2 separate regions of the Mus musculus genome follow, and region 1 is linked to region 2. A link is a contact called in public Micro-C data. All regions are on one chromosome and are shown on one strand. The core of a region is the stretch at or near the end of the contact, and the rest is flanking DNA. Distances in the headings are between cores, read along the strand shown. Region 1 has its middle 23 kb from the start of A230108P19Rik. Region 2 overlaps Upf2 (UPF2 regulator of nonsense transcripts homolog (yeast)).

Region 1 (7,144 bases), core at 4,492-6,991, 130 kb before region 2:
TGGAAGCCAACCCCAACTAAATAGTCTTCTTTTTAAGAGTTGCCTTTGTCATGGTGTCTCTTCACAGCAATGAAAATCCTAACTATCACACAAGGTAAACACTTTACTGACTGAATCATCTCCCAAACATAGGAAAGTCTATGTTTTATACATTAATCATATATGATTTTATATGTACATGAAAGAAACATATAAGAATCTAAAAAATTTTTAAAAGCATAAATTCAATAGTTGTCATATTAAACGGGGGTGGGGGGTGGGAGGGGCACCCTCTTGAAAACAGCTGAAACACAAACACTGGGGAAGGGGCTGAGATGTTTGCAAGGACCAACCAGCTCAGAAGCAACAGTTAATAGCAACCCCCAAAATTAAGAACAGAGCAAAGGGAGAAAGAAGCCCTTAGGAAACAATCCTAGCAACATCCCCAGAACTAAAAAACAGTTTCCTCATTAAAAGGGCAATGTCTGCCTAGACATGGATAAACACTGACCTACATCAAGGCTGAAACGTTGAGAAATCTCAGGACGGGAACAGAGAAAGATGCTTGAAGCAGAAGGGGGAGTATACAGATTACAATGTACATTATATTGGTAAATCCTCTTCTGTTGTTTGAGCTCACTGGGATGCTGGCTCTGGAGGGGAGGTTGTTCTCCTACCCCACACCCCAGGCAATTTCAGACTCAGTCTTGTTTGTCTCAAAAAGTCTTCCAAGGCCCTTTGCCTTGGGACGAGTGCCCCACCCCAACTCTGTGACCAGGAAGGAAGAGACCAGCAAAAGAGCTCAAGACTGCATTCTTGAAAAAAGCTAGAAACTATCTCCAACAGAGAAAAGCTCCTGTGTTTATCTCCTGCTATAAAAGTGCCTGCAGGGGAAACCAGAAGCCGGGAGTCTGGCCATGGTGATGACCCTGGGGAAACCCATTCATGGGGATAAACCCATGAACCCAAAACACTCCGGATGACTGCCTCTCCCCCAGGGCCTCTCCTGGGTGTTTGTAAGCCCTGCCCCACCCCACATCCCCACCCCAGTTTGATGGTGTCACTTTTCTGCTGTAGTCTTTTACATGTGAGCCTCATCCACGGGCTCTGCTTGCCTGGGGCTCTACTGGGAACCCCAGCTGATTGCCTCCATAGGGCTTCCTCAGTCAGTTTCTGCTGGATGGTTGTTTTGTTTGTTTGTTATTGTTGTTGTTGTTGTTGTTGTCTTTCTGTGTAACAGCCCTGGCTGTTCTGGAACTCACTCTGTAGACTAGGCTGGCCTTGAAATCACAGAGATCCTTTGCCTCGGCCTACTGAGTGTGGGGATTAAAGGCCTGTGCCATCACCCCCAGCCTTCTGCTACATGTTTTGAGGATCAGATTCATGATGTTTTGCTATCTATCTATATATCACTGCTATTTATTCTTTTACTTTGGTTTACTGTATACTTAATAAATCCAGTCACTTAAGACTGGAAGTGTGGCTGTCATATATCATTCTTCAGACTGTATGGAATGGAGATAAAAACCCTTCACTTCAAATGTTTAAGGATAAAGCTTTAGACTCTACAATGCCAGAATTAAGGAAACAACAGAGCAAATCCCTCCAAAAGTCAAAGAAACATGATTGTCAACTTTTTCCTAAAATGTGACAATAAAACAAGAATTTTTCCCAGGCATACGTGTCATAAAGACAGTGATCTCCTCCATCTATCTTTTTCCAGGAAGAATGGGGGAAATGTCCCTCTCAACAGAGGAAACACAAAAGAAGCAGGGGTACAAAACTAGGTTTTCAATCCACCAGGGAGGAAAAGGGAGACCGGCAGTGATGCTGGGGATGACATAGAAGGTAACTGTCACAGGCAAGCCTCCTGTCCACTAGCGTCAGGGAGCTCAAAGGACAGTTGTCACTGTGTTCTTTGCAAAATAAATGCATAAACCAAGGAAGGAGATACACAAAGCAGACATCAGACAACCCCATAGCCTCTCTCTGTCCAGCCACCTCTCTTCCCATGCCACCTTGGACTCACTCTTGTAGAAACCAACTCAGGGGTTTCCAAATCACATATGCACCACAGAAGAACAAGGGGCTGACAGCCATCTTTGTTTTAAGCCTTGACCTCTAGGGGATGGGGGTGGACTCCTTGGAAAGCTCCATCAGGATGGAGCCCTGGCTGCTTCCACAGTGGGATTCAATAGCTCACCCTTGGTTTATACCTTTCCTCCTCTTGGGAGACTTTATACCCCTGTCCCAGGGAGACAGGAGACTTACAGAATAAATCACCTACCTACATGGAAACCTGGGTCTTAAACTCTGATTTCAGGACAAACATGGGCTAAGATACCAACAGAAGAAGTAACAAGAAGTCCAACAGTTACATGAGAGGGAAGTGCAGATAGTGCTAGAGCGGGAGGCTGGAATATCATCAGCTCAGCAGCAGGAGGAAGCATCTCCCAGAAATCAACTGAACCGCAAAGACATTTGAACTGACCTTGAAGAGAGTTGTCTGGGAGGCTGGAAAAGAGGACCTAGAGGAGACCGTGCTTCTTTACATCGAATCAAATGTAACATCTCTCTATAGGAGAGAGACCAGAGACTCAAATCAGCACTCTCAAAAATGGCCATATCCACAGAACAAAGAAAAAAATAAATAAAAAGAGCCAGCCCATGGGCTGTAGCCTTGGGTGGAAGAGAAGAGGAAGAAGGAGAAAGTGAGCTGAACACTGAAAGAACCTAGTGGGGAAACCCCCACTCAATTCCCGATTCGGTGTGCACCCAAGAATCACGAACAGAATGCCTTGATGGAAAAACATGAGGTAGTTTTAATGGCGGAGCTCTGGGTCAAAACATATCTCACGCAGAAGACAGTGGATTTGACCACGAGGCTTGGAAGCTAGGAGTTTTTATAGAAAAGGGGCTGGGCCTGGGGGAGGAATTGGCGCGGTTTCACATGATTGGTCCATTTAAACATCAGCAGCCTGTTAACATTTAACTTAGGTTAGAAGGGCGGGAGATAGGGAGGCGCCAGGCCAGTTTGGCATGTCATTCTCTTTATCTCTTTATCTTTATGGCCAAGCAGCCTCAGGAATATCTTAATGATGGGCCTGTCCGGGCATGTCCTGGCCTGTTCTGGTATGTTCTCAGCCCCAGGTTTCAAAGCTCGCAAACAACTCTTTGGGCTATTTGACATACATTACATGAATCACAGGTCTCAAGTTTTATTTTCTTTCAACACCAGCATTTGTGGTCTGCTGAGAAGCAAGTGAGGTGCCCCAGGCTCCTGGCCACCATGGGGCAGCTGTAATAAAGTTACCTCTGTGCCTTCCACACTGTAAGCTGGAGAGGTAGGCCACCCAAGCCCAGTGGAACACAGATGTTACTGTCCCACAGCCCTGGTGCTGGACACAGGCAAGTACCTGCCTGTGTTTGATGTCAGTATCATCCTCCCATCCTTCCTAATGGAGGTGCTTACTTTATATCCTAGTATGTTGGAAAATGGAAGTTAAGAGATGTCCCCGAGCATCAGGGAGGACCTTGGCCTTGGTACTGTTAGACTACAGGGATGTTTGAAATTGGGCTAAACCCATTTTGCATTGTGAAGTGTCTAGAAACGTATGAAAGCCAGAAATAAAACGATATGGATTAAATTAAACAATATGGATGCATTTGGATGTGAAGTTGATAGGGGAAGAGTTGAAATAGTTAATCTTGTCAACTTGACTAGATTTACAATCAGTCACCAAGAAGAGTCAGTGTGGCTGGGAAGTCTTTTTTTTTTTTCTTTTTTTTTTTTGTATGTGTGTGTTTTGTTTTGTTTTGTTTTGTTTTGTTTTGTTTTTGAGACAGGGTTTCTCTGTGTGCTGGCCTTGGCTGTCCTGGAACTTGCCTCATAGACCAAGGCTGGCCTCAAACTCACCAGGCCTCCAGAGTGCAGGGATTAAAGGCATGGCTTTACTCCTGGCTCCACGTTGGCTTTTCAATTAGGTCAATCTCCTGAGCCATTTCTCTAGCCCATTTCCTATCATAGTCACATTATCAAAAATATGCATGACAGGTTATATTTGGGAATATGTATGTATCTGCAAATACTTATATGCATGCAATAATAACTGATAAAAAGCCAGTGGCCACGAATTTGAATAAGAAGAGGGAAGGGCATGTGAGAGGGGTCGAGGGAGGGAAGGGGGAGTGCTATAATTAAAATACAATCTCAAAAGTAAACAAAAGACTCATTAAATAACTGGGCGGTGGTGGCACATGCCTTTAATCCCAGCACTTGGAAGGCAGAGGCAGGTGGGTTTCTGAGTTCGAGGCCAGCCTGGTCTACAAAGTGAGTTCCAAGACAGCCAGGGCTACACAGAGAAACCCTGTCTCGAAAAAACAAAATCAAAAACCCAAAAAAGAATTTTTAATGAGGATTCTGGGACTTGAGCATGCTCACATGACAAGCACTTCATGCACGAAGCCCATCAAAATAAAAATTATTTTTAAGACATCCTACAATCTACTTCTGGGTCTGATCATTAAACTTTGGTATTGTTTTGTTCATCAATGCTGCCCTGTCAGAGAAGGGATAGAATATTTAATAGCCATCGAACAACATATAAACCTATAGTCCTACATTAAAAAAGAAACTGGTCATTCAAGTACAGAGGAGGGAGAGAATGAGAAATGAAATGTTAGCAGAAGGCCTAACCAAAATGAAGGGAACAAGGAAAAGCCATTTAAAACCCTGTGGTTTTCTAACCCAAGACGAAACTCAGTCAGATGGTATAGTACAACACTGATCCATAAAAGGAGACAGGAGATACTAAAGGGTAAGGGTGTAAGCAGATATAGATGGATGGGGAACAAAAAGGGTAGTTGTGGGTTAGACAAAACTAAGGATCCGTGAAGAAGCTTTGTGAAAATCAACTAGTTTATAAGCGAACAGAAGTACCCTTGCATGGGTGGACAACACTGCTCCCCAAACACCTGGGTTGTTAAATAAAAATCTCAGTGCCAACCATGGTTACCTCTCTATGAATATTGGTCAGAGAGGCCCCAGGGGCTCCCAAAATAATATAAGCTATTGCCATTGCTCTCAGTTGCCCTCCATAGCTAGATAGTAAGACTCTATTGTTAAAGATGTCACCCACTTTGAATGTAGGCATAAAAAAAATTAATCTCAAACTGGCCAGGACCCCTGCATCTGCTAATGAGCTTACAGAGGGCCTGAAGTGCTCTACAGGATTCTTGGAGGAAAAAAAAAAATCAATGTCTTCCCTGGTACTGGACCCTGCATGCTACAATATGGACCTGCTGGCAAAATATGCCCATTGGTGTAATTGTATAGGGGTATACAGCTGCTTTCTTACTAAATCTGAGTCTTGCTCAACAGTCTTGCCAAGTCCTGCAATCCTAGTCAAAAGCCCAGGGCTGAGGAGATCATAGGCCCGAAGGGGAAACCTGTTGTGGTTTGGCTAAGTAGTCATAGTGTCACACTGACTTCTAAATATCTGCGTTCATATGCACAGATTCCTGCTGCTCTGAACTGTGGCCAGGGGAGCTTCCTTTGCAGTAAGTACTGGTTAATGCAGACACCTATAACTGGTCAAAAGGTCAAGTGTCTAGCCCTGGACAGGTTATCAGTATCACCCTCTCACCAGCCAAGGCTCGGGAAACTTCCAAGGAGATGGGGAGATAAGTAGGTAAGAGCCTGTGGGTGGAGAGGAGAGAGCTGTGAGCCCTGACTCCTGTTACAACATGCCTGTTGCATGCATCAGCTCAAGGAACCGTGGTTACATAGAACTCTTGGCAGGTGACAGCTAATGAGAGGAAGTCACTGTCCTCTGGGTGCATCCTCTGGGTGCATGGTCACTGGCAGATTGCTTATGTCCCCAGGGGATGACCCCATACCCATATGCAGATGGGTAGCAGTAATTGGACTCCTAAAATAAACAACAAGAAGACATGAAGCCAAAGGGGGGGGTCAGATAGATTTATACACTATATAAATGTGTGAAAATCTCAAAGAATAAGATTATTATCTAAAATATTAATTGGCTGTATAAACCAATACTCTCCTCACCCTTGGAGGCAATTACATGTTCAAAGGCATGTTCAACCGGGCTCCTCTACTCTGAATGGAGCAGTTACAGAATCTTCCAGCAGAGGGCGATGGTTGTTTACCTCTGGGTTGAATCCTTAAGCAGAACTTGCTTCAGGTTACTTGATGGGAAAATTGGCATTTGTTGTTGTTTGGGCTTTGGTAGTACTGGGGACTGAACCTAATACCTTATATAAAGTGGGCAAGCACCCTACCCCTGAGCTCTATGCCCACTCGCTTTTTAGTCATGAGAATAAAAACAACCAGCTGAGCATGTTGTACAGTCAAGTCCTTGAGACAGCCGCCACCGTGGTGAAGGAGAACGCTCATAAACAATTGTCTGTTGAGTTTGGTTTTAGGGACAGAACCAATGCCTCTGTAGCCTGCTGTCAATAAATGGCCATGGTTTTCACCCTGGAGTGAGCGCTGCAGGAGGATTCCAGAGCAGGGCTTCTAACTCTCGGCAACGTGGACCTTTGGGGCAGACGGTCCTTGGTTGAAGGAACAGACATGTGCACCATGGTCTGCAGAGCAGTATTTCTGACCGTACTCACTCATGCCAGTCACAAAGGTGTCTTCCCAATTCCCACAGTGCTCTAACAAGTCATGTGGCTTCACTCTGAGTACTGCCACTGAGTATAAGTACATACACACTCACTCACACACGCACACCACACACACACAACGAGAAAGCAATTCTCCACAATAGAGAAAAAGAAGAAGAAAGCTTGCTGGTTCCAAGATTCCCCTTTACAAAACAACTCCAATAACATTTTCTATTTTTTGCACACAGCACAGTGTACCTCATGCTTCTCTTTTGCTATTTGTATGATGCCTACAAGTATACCATATATGTGTATCACACTAATCATGCTGAGAATATCCTGTACTTACACCTGTCTCATTGCATGTATGTCCCATATATGTAAGTGGAAAGGGACAACGACCCTGTTATTGGAGGGCTGATCAGAGAGTATTAGCTTTAAGGAAGATCAAAGTTTCCTTCCCAAGCCAAGAGCCAGAGTAGTGTCACGATGGTGAAGAAGCTGTAGATGCGATTCAGAGGTGACAAGGTCC
Region 2 (6,983 bases), core at 1,290-3,789:
TCACTCACATACAGCTTCTCAGGAACTATCAAATGGTTACTGACTCCATACGCTGCTTTATGAAAACTCTTTTATTTCTCTTCTAGAAAATTACAATTGCTAATTATGCTTTATTTGACATGCCTCTAAAGTAACCTGAGACTTACTTAATAAATTAAGGGCTTTTGGGCTAGTTATGGCAGCATACACATGTAATTTAAACACATGGGAGGTTGAGGCAGGAAGATTGTAAATTTGAGGCCAGTCTGGGCTAATTATCAAGGCCAGCCCCAGCTATCTAATGGGATCTTGACTCAAAAATAAAACAAAATATCAACCAGAGAGACACTGAATGCTTCTGTGACAATCTGCCCTCCCCCAAAAAGAAACAGTCCAGACAAGGAAGCTATTAAACAGTCCTTAAAAACTGTGATAAAGATGCTGAAATGCTCCTCACAGTTGAAGGGGTTGGGGGTGGAGGAAGTTCAGTTTTCTTTATGGGACAGGCCACTGGGAGTCTGACAATGTTCCAAAAAGTATAAGGGCAACACAAATGGGCCTTGGTAGTTGATTTATTTATTTTTTGTGGGGAGGCGGGTACACAAGGGTGGGAAGGGGGACCTGGAATGAATGAATGTGTTCAGGGTAAATTGTATAAAATTACCAAATAATTAATAAAAATATTATGTTGGACAAAAACAAAAAACTGACCAGCCAACCAAATAAAAAACCCACACAAATAAACATACACACACACACACACACACACACACACACACACACACACACATATATATAAACAATATCTGGATATATAGAGAAATACTTAATATCTGAAAGAAGCAGAAAGTTGGTCTAATGTGTGTATAATAATATTCTAAACAATAATAACAATAGGAAAAATGGTTAATACTTTGGGGAGGGATGAAGGAGGAGGTATGTTGAGCCCTTCAATAACTTTGTCAATAGTAAAATCTAGTATTTCTTCTCTAAAGAACCAGTCTGCCAGCACAAAATGACTTTAATATCTTAAACAAGCCCAAAACAAGACATCACCTTGCTCTATGGCCTAGCTAGCTATCCCCTAGTTCTCTTCCCTTTCCAGTGAACGCTGATCAATACTTAGCTATACTGAACATTTTCACTCCTTCCTTAAACCTAACTTACCTCAATGGTCGCCCCCCAACAACTCTATGTTCGGACAAAAGCATGCTAAGTTACCAAAGGGGTTATCAGTCATTTAATCAGCACAAGTAAACAACCCAAAGGAGTCTCTCTCCTATTACAGAAAAATGTAATCATTCCCAATTACTGTGATGTTTTAATAAATGCCAAATGAATGACTAGGGATGCAGTTCAGAGCCCAGCTAGCCCAGCTTGGGTTTGATCTCCAGTAGCACAGACCAAAACCAAAACGTTACACAGAGTTTTGATAAAATCTTGTTCATTAGCTGGATGTAGTGGCATATGTATTTAATCCCAGCATTCAGGAGGCAGAGGCAGTTTGAGGCCAGCCTGGTCTACAGAGTGAGGTCCAGCACTGCCAGGGCTACACAGAGAAACCCTGGTTCTCTCCCCCCTCCCCCAGTTTAGTAATGCTGTGAACATAAAGATTTATTTTATTGTTAGTTACGTCTCTGCATGTGTTATGTGGGTCACATGCACACAAGTGCCCATATAAGCCAGGGTTTCAGATCCCCAGTACCGGAATTACAAGTGCCTGTTAGCCATCCAACACGGGGGGTAGAAAACAAGTTGAGTAAGGGCAGTGCATGCTCTTAAAAATGATCACTCCCATCTTACAATAACTACATTTATTCTCATTCTCGCTCAGGAACTGCTAATCAGGATTTGGAATACAGGCCATGCTGGCAGTCATAATCTGTGTACATTAGGGAGATATGCCACAGGGGTGGCTGCTTAGAAAGAGATCCTTGTATTAATCAGAATCTTGTGTACTACAATGTTTTGTGTTCGAAAGAGTGATATTTTACCTGAAGGTTTTCTAGCATCATTTTGTCCAGAGCTTGAATGAAGTCCTCATCTTCTACACAAGGAACATGCTTCAGTCCGCCTCCCTTAATCATCACCTCCTTATCACACAAAGGAAAAAGTCATAACCCATTTCACTGTAATGTTTCATAAGTCAGAGCCTTTCTGTATGCTGATGTGGTTGGCATAACCAGAGGTAAAGGTTAAAATAACTTGCCACCCGGGGGAAACTCAAAGGAGGTTCCCAAGAAAGCAATTTTTTATCATCACAAGCAAAAAAATTCAATGACTTAAAATCAAATACTCAAAACCACCACAGAATTTGAAAATAAAACAAATACGGTCATACATACAGCATTTTCTTCATCAGTCTCGTTCTCCTTGTTGGAATCTGTGAGGTAATCTGTATTCTCCTCTTCCTCCTCCTCTCCCTCCTCCTCCTCCTCAGAACCCTCCTGAAATGAACAGCAACAGACAATTCAAGCCCTCCAGTAGGGAACCTAACATGCCTTACGGAGGTGTGTAGGTGTGTCGTTTACTTACTCCTAGCCTCCTTTCATGGAATCTGTCGGACAAGTCAGAGGGCCAACATTTCCTACATGCCAGGAGCTAAATACTAACCACAGGTCAGACAGCACATAAAGCAGTAACGTAAATCACACGAGGAAGCAGTTTCCTGAACCTTTAGTGTTTCTCACTGTAGTTTTTTTTTTTTTTACTATTCATCTAATTCTACAAAGTTCACATTTAATTCCACCAGTTAAAAACCACGATAGAGCACTATGCAGGGATGTTCTCTTGTCCTTTATTATTGTTCCCATTTTTTACATTAAAAACAAAATAGAAATCCAATTTGCAGCTCAAAAACATTACGGGGTCTATGGAAAGGGGTAACCTCAACTGAGTCACTGTCCCCTTCAGACTGACCTATGGGCATGTGGTCCTAGGTTATGTAACAAAGTAAATGGGCAAGCCAGTAAGCAGTGTTCCTTCACCATCTCTGCTTTAGCTTTTGCACCTAAGTTCCTCAGTTATGTCCTGCAACCTGTATCATCAACCACACCCTCCTCCTTCCCAATCTGCTTTTGATTATGGTGTTTATCACAGAAACAAAAATCAAAGTAGGACAAAGGTTATCTTCAGGAACATAGTAAATTCAAGAGCAGCCTAGGATACATGAGACCCTGTCTCAAAAACAAGCAAGCAGCCAAGCAAGCAAACACACAAAACAAGAAGCTAATCTTAAATTCCCTCCCGAAGAAAATGAATCGTGTGTGTGCATGTTCGTGTGCGTGTGTGTATACATATTTTGGGAGCAGGGGACAGGATCTCTCACTGATTCAGACTGGGTGGCCAGTGATCCTCAGGGATCCTCTCGACCTCTTCACAGATAGATAGTATTACAGGCTTCTCTCCGTGGGTGGTAGAGATAAAATTCAGGTGTTCGAATGCACTTTGCCAAATAAGCCTTTTTCCCAGCACCTCCTCCCCATGAATCAATTAATACACAAAGATGCTTCCTATTAAAACTAGATTAAACTAAGCTAAATGAATTAACAAAACCCCCTCCTTTTATTGCTCAGTTAATAAAGCTATGTGTCAGGAGTGGTTCAATGTAAGTGCTAAACAACACTCACTGTTAGGGTATGACTAAACAGGTCTACATATGCTTGGTATAAATGCATTACTCCCTTGAGTATTTTTTTAAAAGATTTATTATTACACATATGTACACTGAAACTGAAGAGGGCATCAAATCTCATTACAGGTGGTTGTAAGCCACATGTGGTTGCTGGGAATTGAACTCAGGACCTTCGGAAGAGCAGTTAGTGCTCTTATCCACTGAGCCATCTCTCCAGCCCTTTTTTATTTCTTTTTTTTGTTTTGTTTTGTTTTTTCGAGACAGGGTTTCTCTGTATAGCCCTGGCTGTCCTGGAACTCACTTTGTAGACCAGGCTGGCCTCAAACTCAGAAATCCGACTGCCTCTGCCTGGGATTAAAGGCGTGCGCCACCACACCCGGCTGCTTGAGTATTTTTTATATATGAATAGTTGGATACACAGATGAAGAGAGCCAACTGAACAGAATGTGTTCATTTTCACAAATAAAATATTCAACAGGAATACATTTGTCTTGAGCTTCCTATATACTAACATAATAAGGTAAAATTAATACATCATTTGCTGGCTAAGGCAAGCAGGAGAAGCAATGTAACACAACAAACCAACCAACCAAACCAAGCAACCAAACCAAAAAATGGCCACGTTGTATCTGGCTCTGGTACTACTCTGAGAGTGTGGGCAAATTATTTAACCTATTTGTAACTTAAGTTTCTAACTAACATCAACTGTGTCCATAGGAAACATATAGATAAGGTGGCGCATGCCTTTAATCCCAGCACTTGGGAGGCAGAGGCAGGTAGATTTCTGAGTTAGAGGCCAGCCTGGTCTACAGAGTGAGTTCCAGGACAGCCAGGGCTACACAGAGAAACCCTGTCTCAAAAAACCAATAAATAAATAAATAAATTAATTAATTAAAAAATTTTAAAAAAGTTTTAATAGACTACTTAATCTTCAACAGTTATTTGAGTTTCACACTGATACTTAAAGAGAACACACCCTGGTTGGGAATTGCTAAGATATAAAAGTACCAAGATGGGGTTGGAGAGATGGCTCAGTGGTTAGGAGCACTTGCTGTTCTTGCAGAGATCCTAGAACCCACATGGTGGTTACAATGGTCTGTGTAGGTCCAGCTGCACAGGCCCCAGTGTCCTCCTCTTATGGCACTGCACACACATGGTGTGCATTCATAAGTAAGTAAAACACTCATAAACATAAAAACAAATCTTAAAAAACCAAAACAACAACAACCAAACTGAAAGAACAGTGGCTCTGTGGGGACAAGCATTGAAGAGCTGAGCCCAAGGCTATATTGTGTGCTTAATAGATTCTCTACCACTGAGCTAAACTGTATGGTGCCCCACTGTTCCTAATGAGTTGAATTCTTGCCTTTTCTTTCTCCACTGGAGTAGATAGTAGAATATTCCTTCCCATGTTTATTACTCCCTAACTCATCTTTCTTTTTCTTAAATAATTTCTGTTTCTGGATAGCTATGGGAAGGAGTGACCTTGGAGGTGAAGAGAAGCTAAGCGCCTTACTCTTGTCATCTTACTCTTGTCAAAGCCAGCACAGGTTCCCAGAGGGCCACCCAACTCCTAACTGAATGTTCTGTCTGCTTTTCTCCCTAGTAGAGATATGTCCTGTCTGCTTTTCTCCCTAGTAGAGATATGTCCTGTACAGTGTTTCCTTCTTTGTCTTGAGACACAAGTATAAAATAAGCCCTCCCAAATACAAAGGTCAATATTGTAAACAAAGAAATGCATTTAAAAAGAAAAATACCGGGCTGGTGAGATGGCTCATCGGGTAAGAACACTGACTGTTCTTACAAAGGTCCCGAGTTCAAATCCCAGCAACCACATGGTGGCACAAAACCATCCGTAAAGAGATCTGACGCCCTCTTCTGGAGTGTCTGAAGACAGCTACAGTGTACTTACATATAACAAATAAATAAATAAATAAATAAATAAATAAATCTTAAAAAAAAAAAAAGAAAAAGAAAAATACCTCAAACTTTTTACAAGAAAGTTACTTCATATTTACTGAGCATGTTAGATTCGTTAGACTTTGCTCATCTAATTAGTACCACAGAAAACATTGTTAGTCTCAATATTTAAAAGAAATTAGTGTCTCATTTCCTTTTGTTATATAAAGTACTTAGCAAGCCAATTAAATTTATATTTCAGAATTTTTCTACAGCAATTTCATTTTGAAAATGAATCAACATAAAGGCACCTACTATGCTGAAACCAGTTATGGTTCATTTGTTTTTATCTACTTTAAGAGAGATGTAAGGCTCCAAGGAAAAAGTAGCACGTAAATATTTAAAAGTACATTCCTGCTGCCTATAAATACTACAGCCAATTATGGAGGCCACAGAGTATGGACTCTTCTGCTTTCCCAACTATCCATTTCTAACTAAATGACATGGGTAAAGCACATGAGATATCTGTTAGCAGCTAGAAAATCTTCAGGCTTAAAGAAAACATGGTCTTACAGATTTTCATTTTTACATGTAGAAAATCTTAATTACCTTAAATTGCTGGGTCCTTTCTTTTAATTTTATCTTATGACTCTATGAATAATTAATATCCTTTTAAACACCAAACTACATTTTCTAAATATCTAGGTTCCATATATTCAAACCATAACTTTAAAACGTAAGTTCCCCAAACAGTTATTAATTATAAGTGTTTTTCAGGGTTTAGTGAATATCACACTTCTAAGCTATTTCACATCCTAATTGCTTTAAGCACTCAACACAAAGTCATCTACACTAAATCACAATGATTTTATAATCTGGATATATACAAGAGCCAGGGAATACCTAATTTCTGCATTAAATTTTGCTCTCATTGTTATTCTACCTTACATTTATCCTACTATGACAAAATGGTCTTATTTTTAATTATTATACATATAGATTTTATTTACTGATTGATTTTACTTTATGTATGACCATTTCTCTATATGTATGTGCACTATGTGTGTGCCTAGTGCCTAGAGACAGAGAGGACACTGTATCCCTGGAACTGGCAGCTGTAATAATGTGAGTGCTGGCATAATCATTGAGCCATTTCTCCAGCTTCTATTTTTTTATTTATTTATGTATATGAGTGGTCTATCTTCCTGTGGGTCTGCCATGACAGAAGAGGGCATCATACTCATTACAGATGATTGTGAGCCACCATGTGGTTGCTGGGAATTGAATTCAGGATCTCTGGAAGAGTAATCAATGCTCTTAACCACTGAGTCATCTCTCCAGCCCACCCCCACCCTGCCCCGCCCCCGCTCCTACTTTATATTAAATTACATGTGTATACCTCTGGATACAGGTATAGACATGTGACCACAGAGACCAGAAGGACACAGAGCTGGAGTTATAGGTGAGTCTG

The links. Hi-C and Micro-C count contacts between places; a contact is called where the count stands out from the background.
Region 1: a Micro-C map of trophoblast stem cells shows a contact between it and region 2, with 7 times the contacts expected there. The contact joins two enhancer-like sites. A contact is called at or near these places in 1 of 39 promoter capture datasets (Sertoli cells), 43 of 484 Hi-C or Micro-C datasets (B cells, CD4 T cells, the HL-1 cell line and 15 more), 3 of 115 datasets of contacts at active chromatin or transcription factors (embryonic stem cells, extraembryonic endoderm stem cells and trophoblast stem cells) and 2 of 9 other capture datasets (adipose tissue and pancreatic islet).

What each region holds. Positions count from the first base shown.
Region 1 is chr2:6,167,023-6,174,166 of GRCm38.p6, reverse strand. No RefSeq gene overlaps it. Among named protein-coding and RNA genes, the nearest start is that of A230108P19Rik, 23 kb to the left of the region's middle. Within about 2 kb of position 5,741, at least 23 of the 459 cell types and tissues checked have an H3K27ac peak or open chromatin away from gene starts, as enhancers often do. A contact at or near this core is called in trophoblast stem cells, where this site is marked.
Region 2 is chr2:6,035,552-6,042,534 of GRCm38.p6, reverse strand. Upf2 (UPF2 regulator of nonsense transcripts homolog (yeast)) reads right to left here. Exons shown (of 22, transcript NM_001081132.1): 17 at 2,325-2,426; 18 at 1,974-2,072. Among named protein-coding and RNA genes, the nearest start is that of Gm30136, 41 kb to the left of the region's middle. Within about 2 kb of position 2,539, at least 2 of the 459 cell types and tissues checked have an H3K27ac peak or open chromatin away from gene starts, as enhancers often do. A contact at or near this core is called in trophoblast stem cells, where this site is marked.